3 separate regions of the Mus musculus genome follow, and all the other regions are linked to region 3. The links are chromatin contacts, called in public HiChIP or PLAC-seq maps. All regions are on one chromosome and are shown on one strand. The core of a region is the stretch at or near the end of the contact, and the rest is flanking DNA. Distances in the headings are between cores, read along the strand shown. Region 1 has its middle 15 kb from the start of Gm32379. Region 2 has its middle 33 kb from the start of Gm41111. Region 3 overlaps Zmiz1 (zinc finger, MIZ-type containing 1).

Region 1 (4,220 bases), core at 478-2,977, 270 kb after region 3:
GAGGAGGACTGCGGGGTGGGACAAAGAGAGCAGGGGACGGAGCCACAAAAGCTTAACATGGTCTCAGCATCACACAGGGCCACAAGCACAGGCTCAGAGGAGAAGTAGGGGCACAGTGGGGCAGTGTCTGTGGGAAGATGAAAGTTTGGGGAGAGAGACTGAGGGTCAGACTGGGGTTTGGAAATATGAGCTTGAACATACTATAGCAATGGGTCAGGGGACATGTTCCTTCAGGAAAGTTAGGCCAGTCTCTGAGAAAGTTGTGTGGAAGGTGAGCAGCATGAGCAGTGGCTGGAGACTGACACAGTGCCAGAGAGAGGAAGCCGGGGCTGCAGGTTGGAAGCCTCGCCTATGGATGGCCTGGAGCCCCAATTAAGAATCTGCTGGAAGAAGCGCATGTGTCCAATATTGGGGCCTTTGGTGTGGAGGAGCTGGGAACCACTAGCAGTCAAACTCTGCTGCTGTTCCCAGCTCTGCCCAGCTTGCTAGCTGTCTGCATTTTCCTTTGCTTTCAGCCACGGTGACTTCCAACAGTGCTCTGCAGAATCTCCAGGACTTCCCAGAAGAGGCCCGTCAGAGTCTGCCTTACATGTAAAAGTTCTGCTTCAGATGTTTGTCATCTAAGAGATCCTGCCGTTAAAGTCCATGCCAGAAAAAAAAAATCAATGGATAAGCTTTCCAAGTTCCCATGTGGCTCTCTTACCACCCTGGGTGACTAACATGGCCTGGTTTGCCACACACAAGTTTCATTTTATCTAACCCCATGTTAAGATGACCACACCCAGATAAGCTAGAGGGTCGGTACCCTCAGTTTTAACATTCTGCTCTTAAAAGACAGGCTACCGTCTGGAGAGGTCACGGGGGGGGGGGGGGCGCGGCAGGCTGAACACTGGGGCTAGTGGCCTCTGCTGCCGTGGAAGTGGCAAGAGCCTCCTGAAGGAGTTGGGCAGGAGACCCCTAAGGCAACTGGGACAGCTACATGAGGCATGGGAGTCTCTGGAGCATAAGAGATTAGTTGATGCAGTCTGGATTGCTAGGACTGCTTCCCTGGGACTGGAGCCACTGGTCTGGTGTCAGGATCCAGAGAACCCTAATATCGTCTGCCTAACCCCACAGCAGCACATCCTCACGGATAGGCACAAGGCCAGAGATGTTCAAGGATAAGTCAGTGGCTCCACAGAGCATGTGCGGTTCAGGCTCCCTGCCCCACCAGACTTGCTCATCTCATCCGTGGAACTCCAGCTCCAGCTGTAGCCTCCCTCCTGGAGGTCAAGGATGGCACAAGGAAGGAGTGGCTTAGACACTAGCTGCTTCCCACTGGTCAGGGCTGCTACAGTGCTTCCTCTTGAAAAGAGGCTGGGAAATGGTGTGTTTCAGCTGAGTGGAACCAAATCAAGAGAGAGAGAGAGAGAGAGAGAGAGAGAGAGAGAGAGAGAGAGAGAGAGAGAGAGAGAGCACTCTTGTTTGGATAATTCGCGGAGTCCTCAGGAGGTTCTTAGAGGATTCTAAATACACTGGCCATCCAATCTCCCTATCACAGGAGCTTATGTCTCAGAGTCCCCTGGGTCCCAAGTGCCATAGATGCCAGGCTTGGCATGATCCACACTGCTGGGGTGCCACCAACAGGCTGCCGGAAACCCCATTTCTTTTCTCTTCCCAACAAAGCCAGATGGCAGGCAGTGTGACTCCATCTCCGGCAAAGTCCAGGGGACTTTGTCCCCTCCCTGCTTGGAAGGCTGTGCCCCCCTCCTGATGCACTTCCTGTGGCCCACAGCCCAGCCTCTCTGTGAGTGAGATCCGCCCTTCCCCCTCCCGCGCAAGCCCAGAGCGAGTCAGCCCATCTGGTTCTATTTCACTTCGTGTTACTCATCAGGATGTGTTTGCCAGGAGTTATTTGATGTTCAGGAAGAATTCTGAAGCTTTTGAAAAGAGGTAAATAAAATCCTTTATCCCCCAAAGAGTCGTGAAATTGTGTTTTGCTCAGGAGGTGGCAGGCAGCCATGTGAGGTCTGGAGGCCCCTGCCTAGCCAGGCACAGGGGCTGGAGTTTCAGGATTTGTTCTTCTGTCAGTCAGTCTGCATCTCCACTCCTCCAAGCCCTTCCTGATGCTCTCTGGGGATGCCCGAATTTGGGAACAGATGAGGGCTGCCTGTGGGGACAGCCCAGCCTGTCTCTTGCTCTTCAGCCAAGAAAGCTTTTAGGGAGCTCGCTCCTTCTGGTCCTCAGCCCTGTCACTCCACAGCCGTGCATATGAGCTCCAGGGGAGGGACCAGAGGGAGCCGTGTTCCCTGCCACAGAACAACCTGTGAGGGTGACTGACAGAGGGCCTGGGTTGGGGGAGCTCACCCCATCTGCTAGGGTCTGGATATCACAAAGCAAGGGAGCTGACATTCCTCCAAGCTCTTGTGAATGGCAACAGACATCATAGATGCTAGGAGACCCAGAAGGGCAGGCTCTGCCCCTGAGACTGTCCTACAGAGGAAGGTCCCACCCCCTTTAGCATCCATTTCTCCCAGAGTCCATGCAGCCTCCTATTTCTGCCCAGAGAAGTTTCAGTGCAATGTTGAAGTTATCCCTGACAAGGGCTGGATCCTCAGGTCTCCTTAATCCAAGGTGGACCCCTCTCTACCTTTCTGGGGGCCCTTAACCGTCCTGTTGAGAAGAGACCAATATTTGTATGATTGGTTGCTGCTTGGTCAGAATCTGAGGGTTTACTTCCACCCAAAACATCCCTATTCTATGCAATGCCCCCCACATAAGCAGCCAGGCAGAGGAGTGTGGGCTCACCCCTGTACCTCTTGATCTGTCCTCCCTATTTACAGGGATGCCAGAGGGCTCCTCCACAGCCCGGGGCAGTGTCATCTCAAATCCTACAGTACGTGAGGCTTCCCACCCACTGCATCCCTCGTGACAGCTTACAACCCTGACTATTAAACATTGATCACTCAAATTTAACATCCTATCTTCCCTTTGATATCTTCAACTGCTCTCTGCATAAGACAACAAGCCTCTTTCTGCAGCTCCGTATGAGGGAGACTTCAAAGACTTCTTCCAGGTCCCTCAGCACTGCAGTTCTGGGATTCTGCCAGCGAGACTGTCAGGAGGAAGGTTTAAGGCATCCTCTGCTGGCAGCATCTTTGGGACTCAGGCCTGTGGGGAAAGCTCCATGCATTAAGTCCTGGATTCTGGAGTGATCTGTGCATCATTGGGAAGTCAGTCAATGGCATGATAATTCTTTTCTAGAAGTATCTGTGGATCATGGCAAAGGATTTAATTCAGAGGCAGAGGCATTGGGCTTATATCTTTGAGGAGCCAGGCCTGTGTCCCTGAACTGTCCCCTGTCCAACTCTGGGTCCTCAGGAAAGTTCTGGATTCCTATCTGTTAAATGGATATGATCATTCTTAGCTCTCAGCAAAGTCCTTGAGCAGAGGGTGTGGGTACCTGGCCCATCACAAGATGCCATTCTGCTCTCTCTTGGTCCCACACGGGGTGGGCACATTCCTGGACAAGAAGCGTCAGTGACAGAGTGTGATAGGAAACATTGAACTCCTGAGAGCCAGACACTTGAGAGTCATAGCTGGCAGCCTGATCACCCGTCATTATCATCCTGTCCCTCACACGATCGGCAGGGGGCTTGTACTTTATTGTACCTATGTTAATTAGCATAGCTACCGTCTATGAAACACATCCCATGGGTCAAGGCCGAACAAAGTGATTGACCAGTGTCACCTCACATCAGCTCTAGGAGTACCTCAAAGGTAGCCTTCCTCATGGGACCTATTTCTGCATGAGCGTCTTCCTGGATAACAGACTCTACCTCGTGTTAATGGCCGTGTGGGGCTTGAAGTCAGGTCAGTGGGGCTGAAGTTCCAGCTCTTGTCTCTGTTTTCTAACTGTAGTGACATACTCCCAAAGGCACATGGTGTGTGTCTCAGTGCCCTTGGGGTTTGCAGTGGAAGATGTCATGGTACGGAGAGATGGAACAGAGAGTGAAAAAGACCTGTCTGTTCAATTTTGCACACCGTTTCTTTTTTGAGTAGCCATCTCAAAAAAACTGTTAACATTGTAAAACACCAGTTACAAGGTCATGGCTCCAGATTCCTTAGACTTCAAGAATAGACTGTGATGTTCCTGATCTCTAGAACTCTGTGGCCTCTAGCCCTCTGAGCTGCTGGGGTTGCTAGGAAAGGGACTGCTATCCCTTTGTGGGGTGTCCCCC
Region 2 (3,803 bases), core at 568-3,067, 480 kb after region 3:
TCTACTCAGGCTGCTTGGGTGGGTCCATCTGTCTTGAACGCTGCTGCTGTGTTTTCTCTCTCTCTCTCTCTCTCTCTCTCTCTCTCTCTCTGTGTGTGTGTGTGTGTGTGTGTGTGCGCACGCGCGTGTGCATGTGCGTGTGTGTGTCTGGCTCTGTCTGGCTCTCTGTGTGCGTGTCTCTAGGTGTGTCTGGGTGTGTTTGTATGTCTGTCTATATGTCTGTCTCTGTGTATATGTCTTTGTCTAATTCTGTGTCTGTCTGTTTATCTGTCCCTGTGTCTGTCTGTCTGTCTGTGGGCGTGACTCTGTGTATGTCTGGGTGTCTCTGTATGTATGTATGTCTGTCTCTGTGTATATCTGTCTCTGTCTATTTCTGTCTGTCTGTTTATCTGTCTCTGTCTGTCTCTCTGTGTGTGTCTGTCTGTGTATATTTGTCTGTCCTTTTCTGTATGTGTCTATCTGTGTGTCTGTGTTTCTCTTTGTCTCTCTCTGTGTCTGTCTCTCTGTATGTCTGTTTCTGTCCCTGTCTCTCTGTCTCTCTCTCGCCCTCTCTCTCTGTCTCTCTGTCTGTCTGTCTGTCTGTCTCTCTCTCTCTCTCTGTGTTTATGTGTGTGTATTACGCACATCTGCACACACATTTAGCTCATGTGTCTGCACTGTGATATGCATGCCCATACTCTTCATTAGAGGATAAAGAAGGATGTTGACAACCTGGTCAACCCCCTCTATCTTTTCCCTTAGGATAGGGTCTTTCACTGAACCTGGAGCTAACCTGGCAGCCAACAAACCACACTGATCCTGTTGTCTCCCCCCGCCCCCCCCCCCAGCATCGGGTTACAGGTATGCAAGTGGCCATGCTTGGCCTCTCCTTTAATGTGGGGGCTGGAGATGGAATTCAGCTCCTCAGACTTGCACAGGGCACCCCTCTTCCCCTCTGAGTTACTTTGCCAGCCCCGAGCCTCACCTTGTAAGGATGGCATCTAAAATCCCCTCCCAAATGGAAGTTGCTTTGTGTCTATGACTGCATTTGCTCAACCATCCAGGAGAAAGGATTTCATGCTTTCCCCCTCTCTCTTCTATGTGGCAGACAAGCTCAGAGTCTAAGTGGTCCAGCCAGGGTCTCATAGCACAGATACAGTGAAGCTAGGGGTGGCTGGGGAGGTGCCAAGGATGCTTGCCTGTGTAGAATGTCTCAGGAAGGCTCTGAGGCTTCAGCACCTCAGCCTCCTGGCTAATTGTTGACAGGCTTCCTGGGGGAGGACGTGATATATGCAGCCAAGCTCTCTCTCTCTCTCTCTCTCTCTCTCTCTCTCTCTCTCTCTCTCTCTCTCTCTCTCTCTCTCTCCCCTCTCTCCCTCCCTCTCTCTCTCTCCCCTCTGCTCTCCTCCTCCTTTCCCCCCTCCCCTCTCCCTCCTTGTCTCCCTCCTTTCCTCCCTGTCTAGCTTTCCTTTCTTGTAAGCCTGCCATGAATCAGGAGAGGGAGAGGCACTAAATAAACAGAGATGGATTGGGGCAGAGGCTCTGGAGTGGAATCGGTTTTTTTTTTTTTTTTTTTTTTTTTTGCAAAGCTGCCTTTTCCCTTCGCCTTTTTCTGCAAGCTGCCCCTCTCAGGAGCTTCAAAGAAAAGCCTGCTCCCAAGCAGGATCTTTCGCCCGAGCCAAAAGCCATTTATCTGGAATATTAATATGCCAGCAGCTGCCTGTGACAGTGCCTGCCGCTGATCACACACGCCCAGCCATGATCCCTCCTGGGAATGCTCAGGAGGCTCCAGGAAGCTAATGGGCCCCCTGGGGCACATTCCAGTTACCTTTTGTTTGTCTTTGCCGGAGCTTCTTGCAATTGCTAGCCAAGCATGTCCCCAGTGGACCTCTGGGGTGGGACAGGGACACTCAATGCAGATACACTCCCACTTCACCCTAGGTGATCACTTGGGGGGATGCTTGGTGGGGAAAGAAGGCAAGATTCTCATGCCGCCCCCCCCCAGCAGCTGTCCCTCCATTTCCAATGGGCTCCATCTTGCTAAACTCACAGTAAGATGAAAATATCTTAACATGAAAATGCTTTTAGTACACCTGACCTACCAAACACCCTAGCTTAGTCCAGACTTATTTATTTATGTGTGTGTGTGTGTGTGTGTGTGTGTGTGTGTGTGTGTGTGTGTGTGCTTAAAGCAGCAGTTGAATTTGTATGTGAGTGTAAAGGTCTGGGGCTGATGTCAAGCATCTTCCTCAGTTGCTTTCTACTACATTTGTTTGAGACGCAATGTCTCCTGAACCTGGAGTTAGTGATTCGGGTGGCCAGTGAGCCCCAGGGATACTCCTGTCTAGGCCTCACCAACGCTGGGATTACACGTGCATATTGCCTTGACTAGCTTCTTACATGGGATCTGGCATCAATCTCAGACCCTCATGCTTTCATCTGTCTCCCCAGTCTCTGATCCCCCCCAACATTCCCAAGAGTGTCTTAAACACAAGCACACTACCCTACAGCTGAGCAGAGTGAGAGGAGGTGTCTCACTTCATATTGTAAGCCAAAGAAGAGATCAGAAATTCCAGATGTAAAGTAGTTTTTAAAGATTGCTTGTTAACTGTAAAGTCTCATACAGTTGGCAAATATTGCTTAAGTCTACCTGTCCCAAGTTAACCGGGTTAAGTTGGGGACTGTCTAAATGCCTTACACTAAGAGTTGAGTTGGATTCATCCACGTCTTGATGTTAAAAGTAAAACCTAGGCCTCCGTGGCAGCTCAACCACTCCAGTGCTCGATACCTTTAAGTGGTTTTCAGGTGCCCTTGAACTTCAATGTTCTCTCTGTACATTGGCCTGGTCAGACTTTGTGCTTGGCTACTAGGGTCCTTCTTTCATGTGAGACACACTGTAGAGATGATGGAGGAAGAACAGTAGGCCAAGAGTCTGAGGCCAGGGGTTCAAATCCTGACCCTGCCACAGGATATCTTTGGCCAAGTTCCTGAGGTACCATATCATAAGATACATTATAACACAGAAGGGAAATGAGATTCCCTGCTAGAGTCTTGGGGAGGGTGTCATCTCTCTGTGGCTTCAGAGAAAGTCTCCTGAGGCTGAGGACAAGCCTTCACATGCTACCTGAAGCCAACCCCCAAACTTCAGCTAGGAGCAATCCTTCTTTCTGCAAACAGTACTTTTCTTGAAATCGGTGGCCCATAATGGAGGTCCGTGGGCAGTAATGAAAAGATGGTTCTGGAACATCGATACACAAAGCAAGTGCTGGCACAGGACAAGGTCAGAGACCAGATGGCAAAATGTAATGATGTCGTTACATTCCAACCCTACCAACCCTTAGTTCTGTCCTTGTCATGCAGCTTGTCTTCATAATGCCCATCTCTCCTTACGGTGTGGATGTGGGACTACTCAAAGAGAATCAACCATGATGGCAGACACTCATTGGCAATCGACCCATTGGCAATATGGTTCTAAGTACTTTCTGTGCATAGTGTGTGTGTGTGTGTGTGTGTGTGTGTGTGTGTGTGTGTGTGTGTGTGAGAGAGAGAGAGAGAGAGAGAGAGAGGTCCCTATCAGGGAAGTAACCTACTTCACATGAAGTACTGAAGCAACTCACCCAAGGTCATGAAGCCACTGAATAATACAAGTAAAATCACAGTATGGCTTGCTTGAGTTTCTCAGCCAGAAGGCCAGGGGTTCTCAGACCTAAGCAGGACTCATAACTGCTAGGGCTGAACGACCCTGGCTTCCAAAGTGCTCTTAGGCAATGCCAGACTATGGGTTGTGAGACCCATCTGCAGTAGAGCTAAGGAGAAACCAGATT
Region 3 (4,276 bases), core at 232-2,731:
CTGGGCCCAGAGATTATCAGCTTTGAATATCTCTCTCCACCATCCCAAACCCATCTGGAAGATATCAGCCCTCCAGTGCAATGGTCAGAACACATCGTTAACAATGATCTAAAAGCTTCAGGAGGGGGGAGGGGTAAGGCTGGGGGGGGGTTCATCCCACGGTGGTAGAACCAGTCGAGCTCCTTCCCAGCTCCTGAGCCCCCAGAGCCTCATGCTTAGCATGGGGCAGGGTTTGGGGGAGCAACAGCTGTTTAGCTGCTGTTCAGTGGGGCTCCAGAAAAGCAATTATCTTGCTCTTAGCAGAAAGGCATGGGCCATTTTGAACACACACACACACACACACACACACACACACACACACACACACACACACACACTCATCCCAGGCCAAGATGCTGTGGTGGCCCTCATTGCCACCCGCTCCAGACTCCAGATTTCTGACTCGCTCGCTCCACCTCAACCCTCTGAGCACACTTCCAACACTTAAATCATTTAGCCCGCTAAACCGGAGACGGCAAAATGGGTGCTATTTCTTAAAAACATACAGAGAGCGTATTAAATTATTGATAGCCATTAAACAGGAGGAAAATATTAAACAGCTCTCAGCCCTTATCAATCATTCATGCAGTTTCCACTGGGGTGTTTTCTGGAGTGATCACTCGGGCAGCCCGGGGAGCTGGCTCCTGCCAGCAAGGAAGGCACAGGCTGGAGAGAGGCCAGCAGCAGGCTGGCCCCAGCCCCAGCCCCAGCCCCAGCAGTCACCTTGGGTAGGGGTATGTGGGGGCAGGGAGGTAAGGTATTGCACTTGCTAGAACCCTTTGCTCTTCCCCCACATCATTAACAAAGGGAGACTCCGGCACCGCCTTCAGGAGCCTCTTAATTAAATCCAGCCTGCTTTTATTGGGCACCTACTATATATCAGGCCTGCGGGATGCACAAATAAACAAGTCTCAAGGCCCTCAGGGGCTAATGGCAGCGGCAGTGGGGAACCCATTGCAAGAGAACGTGACTGTGCTATACAATGATGGAGCCCAAACAAGAGGCCCATGGGGAGCTGGTGCAGAGAAGACAGGACAATGGTGGCAGAAGAAGGATTCACTGAAGTAATTCCTGGGGGCATTCCTGGGGGAGGAAATTGCCCTGAGGGTAACTGGGGAGTGGAATAAGGGGGACAGTCTTGGTAAAGACCGAATACTGCTTGGACCTGTTTGAGGGGCAGCTGCTGACTAGGTGGAATAGCAGCTTGAGCACAGGCATAAGGCATAATAGATAGGAGGCTAGCATCCTCAGTGTACAGAGGCAGGAGCTTGGGGTTCACCCTAGCTGCCCTGGTCAGTATCCCCACCACACTGGTACGGCAGATCCATTTCCTGGCTCTGATTCAGGACACCTAAGCCAGCGTGACGCAGGCCTGGAGGCTGTAGGTCCAAGGCCCTGCTGTATCCAGCCACAGACAGGCCTGGCAATGCTACCCTTGGGAGACAGGCTCCCCACTGCTGCCTAACCATGCCAAGGACCCAGACACCACCAGGGCTGTGGGAGCCAGGAGATACCTGATACTGCTCCGCCTCACGGTGGAGGGAGCAGCCGCAGCCAGAGGCCATGTGAGGATCCCAGGCCCAGCTGGGCTGCTCAGTCTGACCCTGCTCCTCTAGCCATGCCCAGCACACACTGCTCTTCCCGAATGTTTTTCAGGGCTGTCACTTGCGGCAGCAGAGGCCCTGCCAAGCGTGGATCACACCCTCGGTGGAGCAAGCTGCTGTCTCAGGGAGATGTTTTATGGAGAGGAGAAGTTTACCATCACACCAGGGACTGGAAAGGTTTCACTGGGAGAAAAGTGGGGAGCGTGACTGTGCTATACAATGATGTCTGCAAAGTGGGGAGCGACAAAAGGTCCCTTTCTCAGATACTTGGACCATCATTCAGAAAGGGTGGCCTGGGATTCAGGGAATGTCCCTCAGGTTTCAGGAACCTATGGGGTAGGGGAATGAGTACATCGAGCCGATACAGAGGTGAGACTCTGAAATTAGACCCTGTTCTGCCATCAACTGTCCCCTCCTGGGCTCTGCCTGAACACACAGTGACAGATACTGGGGAAAGCCACATGGCTCCCATGGGACAGGGATGACCTCCAGAGTAGCTGGATACAGCTTGCAGGGAGCATGGAATTCCTGAGGTTGACCCCAATCAACACTGCTCTGTTCACCTCAAGACCCAGAATGACGTCATGCTCCAGCCTCCCTTGTGCGCTTGCCAAAGGTTCAGGGCTCCTGTGTATCCCTGTCATCACCCCCTTCGGGTTGTCACATATGATCTCTTCTCTCTAATTCAGGTTTCACACAGGTGCCTGGCCCTGGGCAGAACTTGCCAGCAGGCTATCTAGAAAGTCTTGCTGACCAGCAAAATCAAGACCCAAATGGGCATAATACCAAACAACTGCTCCTGGCTTTACCTCTGACTTCCTATTGTGAGTTCTTGTCATGGTCAAACTCCCAGTCTCCCAGCTCTTCACTTATTGCTGTATTCACAGAAGTCTCTGTACCCCAGTCATACGACAATTACTCAACCCTTCTGGACTGTCTTGACCCAGGGCCTTTGCATATGACAGTGCATTCTCTACCCAGCCCAATCCTGCTCTCTCTGGTTGTAACTGATGCACACTTTCCACATTACTTTAGACTGAATTCTGGTCACATCTGTTCTGATCTAACTGGGGGACATCATGAATATCAACAGGGCTCCTTTCATCCACACTTGGCACACAGGGTCAGGGTGAGCCTCTAACTTTATTAGACCCCAAACCACCCACCCTCACCCACCAACCAGAACCAGTTCTCCCTCATGGATAACCTGCAGAGGTCTCACAGCAGTTTTAAAAGCTGTTCCCCAGAGAGAGGGTGAGATGCTCTTAGCCAAAAGTAATGAGACTGTATTCTTGGAGTTCCCAAGCCAAAGGAAGGGGCAGGCTTGGGAATTTCCAGGCAAATGCCAACAGAAATTGGCCACAAATGAATCATTAACTTTCAAGTTGAGAGCTCAAGTGCTTGTGCCAAGGTCTTCAACTCTGGACTATGTGGGCCACTTGGCTTCGCTTGGCTCATGACTGAGGCCACCCCTGCCCCTCCTCCACTGGCCATCTGCTTTACCCTGGGGCCTCTGTTCACCAAGAGGCAAGGCCATCTGAGCCAGAGCAGCCCTGGTGGCTAATGGGAGAGGGTTTGCTTTTCCCCGAGACCCATTCCAAACCTCTGTCCTCTCACCCACACCCTTCAATCAGAGTGACCTCTCCAGCTAGCCAAACCCTTTCTGTCCTCTGAAGTCTGTATGCATTCTAGCCTGCCTTCTATCTAAGCCTCGTGACCCCCCAAGCCCCTGCAGCCCTGCTTGTGTCTCTGTGAGGTCTACCTGAATTGCCCTGAGTGCCTGGGACTCATTTCTGCTAGGACCTTTCTCTACTCCTCTGTACCCTTGCAACGGCCAGGAAGCTGGCACCACCAGGGACCCACTGGACACAGGGCTCAGTTGGAATCCCACAGCTCTAAGCCCAGGGACAGCAGTTTGCTGAGTTAATATAAGGCCTGCAGCTCTCATAGGGTTAAGATGGGTGGTGATTTGTTCCCCATCTTCTCAGGCTCCTTTTCGGGGCCTGTGCCCAATTGCCCTGTGGACCAAAGGTAGCAGATAAAGGTGACCTCAGGCTTCAAGTTAGGGGAGCTGGGTGGTACCGAATGCCAGTTCCCTTGTAGCCAGCAAAGACCCAGAAACAACAGCCTCATTCCACAGGATACCACCCTACAAAGGCCTGGACGCCACATAGCTGGTCTAGAGCACAGGCAGAACCTCACAAATAGACATCCTATCCTTGTGCAATGCCATACAGCATGCACTCATCTAGCCACCTGTACAGGGCCACTGAACAGAGTGATGGGTGTCACTGCCTTTTGCGTTCACTATACGTGACCCTTATCCTTCCTCCACTGCATGGAGAAAGACTGCCACAGTAGTGTGAAAGGTGGACTCCAAGTTCCACAAACATTTGGATGGAGCTAAAAAGGAAGTGATTGTCTGATGTCCAGTCAAAGTAGTTGTTTGGGAAGGTGGGCCCAGGCCTCCATCAGTCTCTAATGCCCCCACACTCCTGGGCGCCCAAGCTTAGAGCTTTGACAAGTGCTGTGAGTACCATCTCGTCCATCACCCCACCTTCTTCACAGAGTCCTTTGTCCATCTGGTTTGTTCATCAAAGTGGCCCTGTGAAGTTGGGCATGCTGGTTCAGGA

Evidence for each region. HiChIP or PLAC-seq counts read pairs in DNA pulled down with a chosen protein or histone mark.
Region 1: a FOXA1 HiChIP or PLAC-seq map of pancreatic cancer cells shows a contact between it and region 3. The contact joins two enhancer-like sites. A contact is called at or near these places in 1 of 484 Hi-C or Micro-C datasets (liver) and 3 of 115 datasets of contacts at active chromatin or transcription factors (embryonic stem cells, pancreatic cancer cells and stem cell-derived neural progenitor cells).
Region 2: an HNF4G HiChIP or PLAC-seq map of pancreatic cancer cells shows a contact between it and region 3. The contact joins two enhancer-like sites. A contact is called at or near these places in 5 of 115 datasets of contacts at active chromatin or transcription factors (astrocytes, bone marrow-derived macrophages, embryonic basal ganglia and 2 more).

What each region holds. Positions count from the first base shown.
Region 1 is chr14:25,224,283-25,228,502 of GRCm38.p6, reverse strand. No RefSeq gene overlaps it. Among named protein-coding and RNA genes, the nearest start is that of Gm32379, 15 kb to the right of the region's middle. Within about 2 kb of position 1,727, at least 221 of the 459 cell types and tissues checked have an H3K27ac peak or open chromatin away from gene starts, as enhancers often do. A contact at or near this core is called in pancreatic cancer cells, where this site is marked.
Region 2 is chr14:25,013,410-25,017,212 of GRCm38.p6, reverse strand. No RefSeq gene overlaps it. Among named protein-coding and RNA genes, the nearest start is that of Gm41111, 33 kb to the right of the region's middle. Within about 2 kb of position 1,817, at least 87 of the 459 cell types and tissues checked have an H3K27ac peak or open chromatin away from gene starts, as enhancers often do. A contact at or near this core is called in pancreatic cancer cells, where this site is marked.
Region 3 is chr14:25,495,121-25,499,396 of GRCm38.p6, reverse strand. The region is part of intron 1 of Zmiz1 (zinc finger, MIZ-type containing 1); the gene reads right to left. Among named protein-coding and RNA genes, the nearest start is that of Mir3075, 37 kb to the left of the region's middle. Within about 2 kb of position 1,481, at least 100 of the 459 cell types and tissues checked have an H3K27ac peak or open chromatin away from gene starts, as enhancers often do. A contact at or near this core is called in pancreatic cancer cells, where this site is marked.